2 separate regions of the Sus scrofa genome follow, and region 2 is linked to region 1. Evidence: chromatin contacts called from public Hi-C data. All regions are on one chromosome and are shown on one strand. The core of a region is the stretch at or near the end of the contact, and the rest is flanking DNA. Distances in the headings are between cores, read along the strand shown. Region 1 overlaps PLCB1 (1-phosphatidylinositol 4,5-bisphosphate phosphodiesterase beta-1). Region 2 overlaps PLCB1 (1-phosphatidylinositol 4,5-bisphosphate phosphodiesterase beta-1).

What was found. Hi-C and Micro-C count contacts between places; a contact is called where the count stands out from the background.
Region 2: a Hi-C map of liver shows a contact between it and region 1, with 3 times the contacts expected there. The contact joins two enhancer-like sites. A contact is called at or near these places in 2 of 47 Hi-C or Micro-C datasets (embryonic fibroblasts and liver).

The regions. Positions count from the first base shown.
Region 1 is chr17:17,344,375-17,347,074 of Sscrofa11.1, reverse strand. The region is part of intron 3 of PLCB1 (1-phosphatidylinositol 4,5-bisphosphate phosphodiesterase beta-1); the gene reads right to left. Among named protein-coding and RNA genes, the nearest start is that of PLCB1, 340 kb to the right of the region's middle. Within about 2 kb of position 1,319, at least 1 of the 83 cell types and tissues checked has an H3K27ac peak or open chromatin away from gene starts, as enhancers often do. A contact at or near this core is called in liver, where this site is marked.
Region 2 is chr17:17,585,414-17,588,258 of Sscrofa11.1, reverse strand. All of the region lies in intron 14 of PLCB1 (1-phosphatidylinositol 4,5-bisphosphate phosphodiesterase beta-1), which reads right to left. Among named protein-coding and RNA genes, the nearest start is that of PLCB4, 330 kb to the left of the region's middle. Within about 2 kb of position 1,583, at least 9 of the 83 cell types and tissues checked have an H3K27ac peak or open chromatin away from gene starts, as enhancers often do. A contact at or near this core is called in liver, where this site is marked.

The DNA of each region.
Region 1 (2,700 bases), core at 70-2,569:
TAACTCTTGATACATCTTAAATGAATCTGCACATGTTATAAAACTTCCCTTTGGGTCACTTTCTACTTCATGGAAATATCTCTTTTACTTTTAAGACATCAAGTTTTCAGAGGCTGTCCAGAACTATTTTTTACATTTTTCTGGTCATGTTTTACACTGATACAGGTATTTTTTTTAACACAATATTTCTACTTAGCCTGGAATTTTCTGGTTTCTTCTTTAATTGTAGAATTACTAATTATGGCTGTTTGGCTCAGAAATAACAGCAAACCTGAATAACACTACATATGGGGTTTTCTTTTTCTTACATAACAAGATGTGTGCCAGTTTATAGGGTTGTTATGGATGTTTAGGGTTCTGGACTCTATGTATTTCTGCTTTGATATTTTTACCCTGTGGATTTTTTTCTTCATGGTTACAAGATGGTTACTAGACCTTCAATTCTTATATACTCTCGATTGGATTTTATTTCTGTGTATGGTGTTAGAAACTTCTAATTTCATTCTTTTACATGGAGCTGTCCAGTCTCCCCAGAACCACCTATTGAAAATACTATCTTTTCTCCACTGTATATTCTTGCCTCCTTTGTCACAGATTAACTGACTATATGTTCACAGATTTATTTCTGGGCTTTCTATGCTGTTCCACTGACCTAAATTTCTGTTTTTGTGCCAATACTATACTGTTTTGATGACTGTAACTTTGTAGTATAGTCTGAAGACAGGGAGCCTGATTTCTCCAGCTCCATGTTTCATTCTCAAGATTGCTTTAGCTATTTGGAATCTTTTGTATTTACATATAAATTTTAATTTTTTTTGTTCTAGTTCTGTGGAAAATACCATTGTTAATTTAATAGGGATTGCCCTGATTACCTTGGTTAGTACAGACATTTTGAGGATATTAATTCTTCCAACCCAAGAACATGGTATACGTTTCCATCTATTCATGTCATCTTCAATTTCCTTCACCAATAGCTTATAGTTTTCAGAGTACAAGTCTTTTGCCTCTTTAGGTAGATTTATTCCTAGGTATTTTATTCTCTTCGATGAAGTGGTAAATGGGATTATTTTCTTAATTTTTCTGTATGATCTTTTGTTGTTAGAACAACACAGAAAAGTGTTCTCGCAATTCTTTTTATTCATGGAAGTAGATTTTCTATAGATCTTTTCTGCTTATTGGCCAGTGGTAGTTTTCATATTCTATCACATTTGAGAGGTGATTAGGAAAATCAAGTACTGTGGATCCAAGTCTTACTGTGGAGGGAGTTGTGGTGAAAGTACTCAGCAGCAGTGATGAGAGAGTCAGAATTTAGAACTCTTTTCCTGCCAAAGAAACTCAGAACTAACATAGAATTGATTCAGTATCTGGAGATTATTAACAGTTAACATAACATGTTTTTTAACCTTTATCCAGACTGATTGATTTACTTTAAAGTGTAATCTAGAATAATGGTAAAATGTCTGCAAAGAAACATGGATAAATGCAAAGAGGAAGCTGAATTCACTTGCAATATCAAATTCTAAACAAAACATTTAAATTATGTAATAAGGTCTATGGAGCTTGTTTAAGAATATATAAAAGCAGACAGCTGCATTACAAGCTATAAACACTCCAACTAAGAACATAAAATCAATCTGTCCTCTTTCAGAAATGCCATGGTTTGTTCTAATCAATCATTCTTAAATCATTCTGGTAAAGCTCCCAGGTCAGCCCTTTTATATATCATGATTATACAAAGGTCACTAGATGGCTGCTCCATGCCATCACCAGCAATAAGAAAGCCATCAATATTTTCTGAACTCAACACATCTGCAAACAGTAAAAGAGCTTAAAGGTGTACTTAGCCTCAGTGGATTTATACGTGTAAAGTGTTTAGAATATGCTTTGCACACTTGCTAAATGTTAGCTGCTGTGAATTTCTCTTTTGCCCACGAAGCAGGAAATGCTTGTAATATTTATATTTATATCTCTATCTGTCTATATCTATCTGAAGAGGAAGTGAAAAAACAAAAAAAGCCTATCCCAAAGCCAATCTTCTCTAGAAAAATACAAAGAAAATATGTTCTTTATTTGTTTTATCACTGTAAACAAGTGGGAAATAAGGTATTTGGCGAGTTGGAATGAGGTATTTTTAAGATGAGTGGGATTCATACAATTACAATAAGACTTATTAGCAAGACATTTATGACCCGCTTTTGTTAGAGAATTAAACAGCACAAATCCTCCCACCCTGAAATACTCTATTTCCAAATAAAGTAAAATGCAATTCAATGCAGTAAGGGAAACTTGCTAAAGCCTTCCTCCTTGACCATCAGAACTGTTTTTCCCACAAGAGGAAAGATAGAAAACTGCACATGGATTTTTGTAATTATTTCACCTTCCAAGTAAGACTGCTGTGCTGTTCACATAAAGCATCTTTCTACATTGTTTCAGCAAGAATATAAATATTTAGGAGTTCTCTTGTGGCACAGTGGGCTAAGGAACCAGCATTGTCACTGCAGTGGCTTGGATTGCTGCTATGCTGTGGGTTAGATCCCTAGCCCAGGAACTTCCACATGCTTTGGGAGTGGCCTAAATAAACAAATAAATAAGTATTTAGAGGAGGCAAGGAATATATGCTGACTTAACCACAAAAAGTAGCATTTGCAGAGCAAACACCACTTTAAAAATGAGTTGGATAAAAATTCATAAAATAAAAAT
Region 2 (2,845 bases), core at 334-2,833, 240 kb before region 1:
TCTCAGCCCCGATTTTTCTATGTGGTGCTTGGCTGGCACTGAGTGACATTTGGTGCTACTTTTCCAAGTCCAGAGAGGACCTCACACAAGTCAAGGTAGGGGACAAGAGTTGGGACAGGAACAGGTGCTACAGTAGCACAGCTGATTCCTCAAAAACTGTAAGGTATCAGCTGTATCCTGTGACTTGCCTACAGGCTTATTTGATGGAGGTACTGTCATCTAAACAGTGCACGTATCTTTAAAAATGGTGATATTCTGTTTAAAAGGGTAGGATAAAATGGGTGAACTCTAAAATAATTATGCATAGAAATTACCTCATTCATATATAATGCAGCTTCACATTTAGCCAATATATGGTCATTTCAATAGATTGTTTTTCCTTCTGAAGATTAGGTGGCTGATTCCACTAGCTTAAATATTCCCATTGATATAAGGCATTATGTTCTTCCAAGTTCTGGGCTTCAGTCAGACTCAGTCATATCAATTATGTAACAAGATGTTCAAGTCAAAAAGTAAATAAAGCATACTTTTAAATTGTTGGATTTGACTTCTTTCAGGGTCCACTTGGTGCAATAGCATAAGAAGCCCAGTAGATGGCAATATTGGCTCAACAGTGAGGTAATTTACCATGGGCTAGTACCTCCCCTCCTTGCCTTCTCTCAGCTTCTCAATCTCTATAAATGACACTGCCCCCAGCACTGCCTCCAAGAAGCTGATAAATGTTTTCATTTGGCTGACAAAGTTCAATCGATTACTGAATGATAGCAGCGAGCAAAGTATTCATGAAATAATCTTTAGAGGGAAAAGATGTCTAGAACCAACACAGCTTATAATTTACAGTTTGTTTATTAAAGGGAAGCCACATGTAACTAACTATGATGCTGATACTGTTAGTTGATAAGATGAATCAATTCTACTTTGACTAGAAAACATTCTATCAGAGACACATTCTTTTAAGAGGTTAAAAAGTTTTTATAATCAAGTTTATTGCCTCGAGTTTTTGTAACTTTTTTTTTTTTTTAATTAGAGGGGGGATTCTTTTGATTGAGTAATTTAGGAAGGTGTTTGGCAGAACAGTGCTTCGTGGGTCACAGCAACCCAGCAGTCATTTCAAATAATCCCGCCATTCTCTGACATACGTGGGAAAGAAAGAATTTATCTTCTTTTACTCTATGAGCAGGAAACTGATTTCTCCCTTATACATTTTTAGAGGGAACTTGGAGGAATCTTTTTGAACAATAAAAATTTACTATATTCCAGTTCTTTGACAAGGGTACAGGCAAAGAGCTAGATTTTGGGGGAGGATGTGGCCAACAGGGGCCGTGATAGACGAGCTTTGATATACGAAACATTTCAAATGTTTCAAGTTACATGGGTTTCCGATGCTGAAAACATCTAAGTTACATGTGTTCCTGATGCAAATGGTAAATGAGCAGTGCTCTTTATTCAGGGGCATACCTACATATTAAAATGCTCAAAACTTTCCATCAAAATAAAGATTGCACAACCGAGTTCGGGAGCTAGCTTAGGAAATCTACCCAATTACTAACAGATTGCTTGCTCTTTCTCTGAATTAAGCAACAGTGTTCACTGCCTGTAAAAATCGTTATTTGTGTTATGTATCCAGTTAATAAAAGGGAGGGGACTGGGAAAGGCAGATGGTAAAACAACAAGCTCCCACATGCAAAGGAAGGCACGTTTCCCTCACTAGCATTCAAGAGACAGGATCATCCTGAGAAAGAGGTGGCCTGTGAGTGACATTCATTCCAAAACTGCAAAAAGAACATGCTTACTGGGAACAAAAGTTATTTTTGAAAAAAGAATCAGAATTGCATAATAATGTTTGAAACACCCAGTCAAAAACTACCAAAAAACAAAACAAAACAAACCCAAAAAAACCCCAAAACCTAAAAAACCTTTCAAGGAATTATAAAACATCTGTTGATGAGGATTTTAATCTAAACAATAAAAGTAATTGGCAGTTGAGGTGGAAACATGGAAGAAAAGAAAGAGTCTTGGCCAATCTTTTTTTTTTTTTCCCTGATTGCCCTAGAGTTTATATTTCAATTTTTAAAAATGACTTTTAAATCTTTTTACATATGATTGGTATACAAAGAAGTACACATAGCATACGTGTACAGCCCATAAACAGATCACACAGACCTTAGGAAACAGTACCCAGGACAAGAAACAAAATATAACCAGTGTCCAGAAACCTCCTTGGGTTTCTAGTCATTCTTCACCAAGGGTAACCATCTCCTGACCTCCAATGGTCCAGGTTAGTTCTGCATGTTTTTGTACTTTATATAAATAGAAGCATAGAGTGGATACTTTCTGTTGCTGTTGTTGTTTTGTGTTGTTTTGTTTCATTTTGCATTTGACTTCTTTTACTCAACATTGTGTTTCTGGGATTTGTCCATACTGCTGTGTGCAATTGTAGATCATTATTGCTGCTCATTATTCTGTGGCATGATTATACCATGATTTACTTATCTCTTCATGGGCTAGTCTGAACAGTGTTGCTTTAAGCAATTCCTGTACACATCTCCTGGTGAACAGCTCTATGCATTTCTCATGGGGGTACATCTAGGGATGGAATTCTCTGGGGCCCAGAGGTTCATAGGTATGTGTTCAGCTTAGTTTTTGCAGATGATGCCAAACAGTTTTCCAAAGGGATTGTTCCAATGTCAGCTAAACTTTTTTTTTTTTTTTTTTTTTTTTTTGTCTTTTTTTGCTATTTCTTTGGGCTGCTCCCGCGGCACATGGAGGTTCCCAGGCTAGGGTCGAATTGGAGCTATAGCTACTGGCCTACACCAGAGCCACAGCAACATGGGATCCGAGCCGA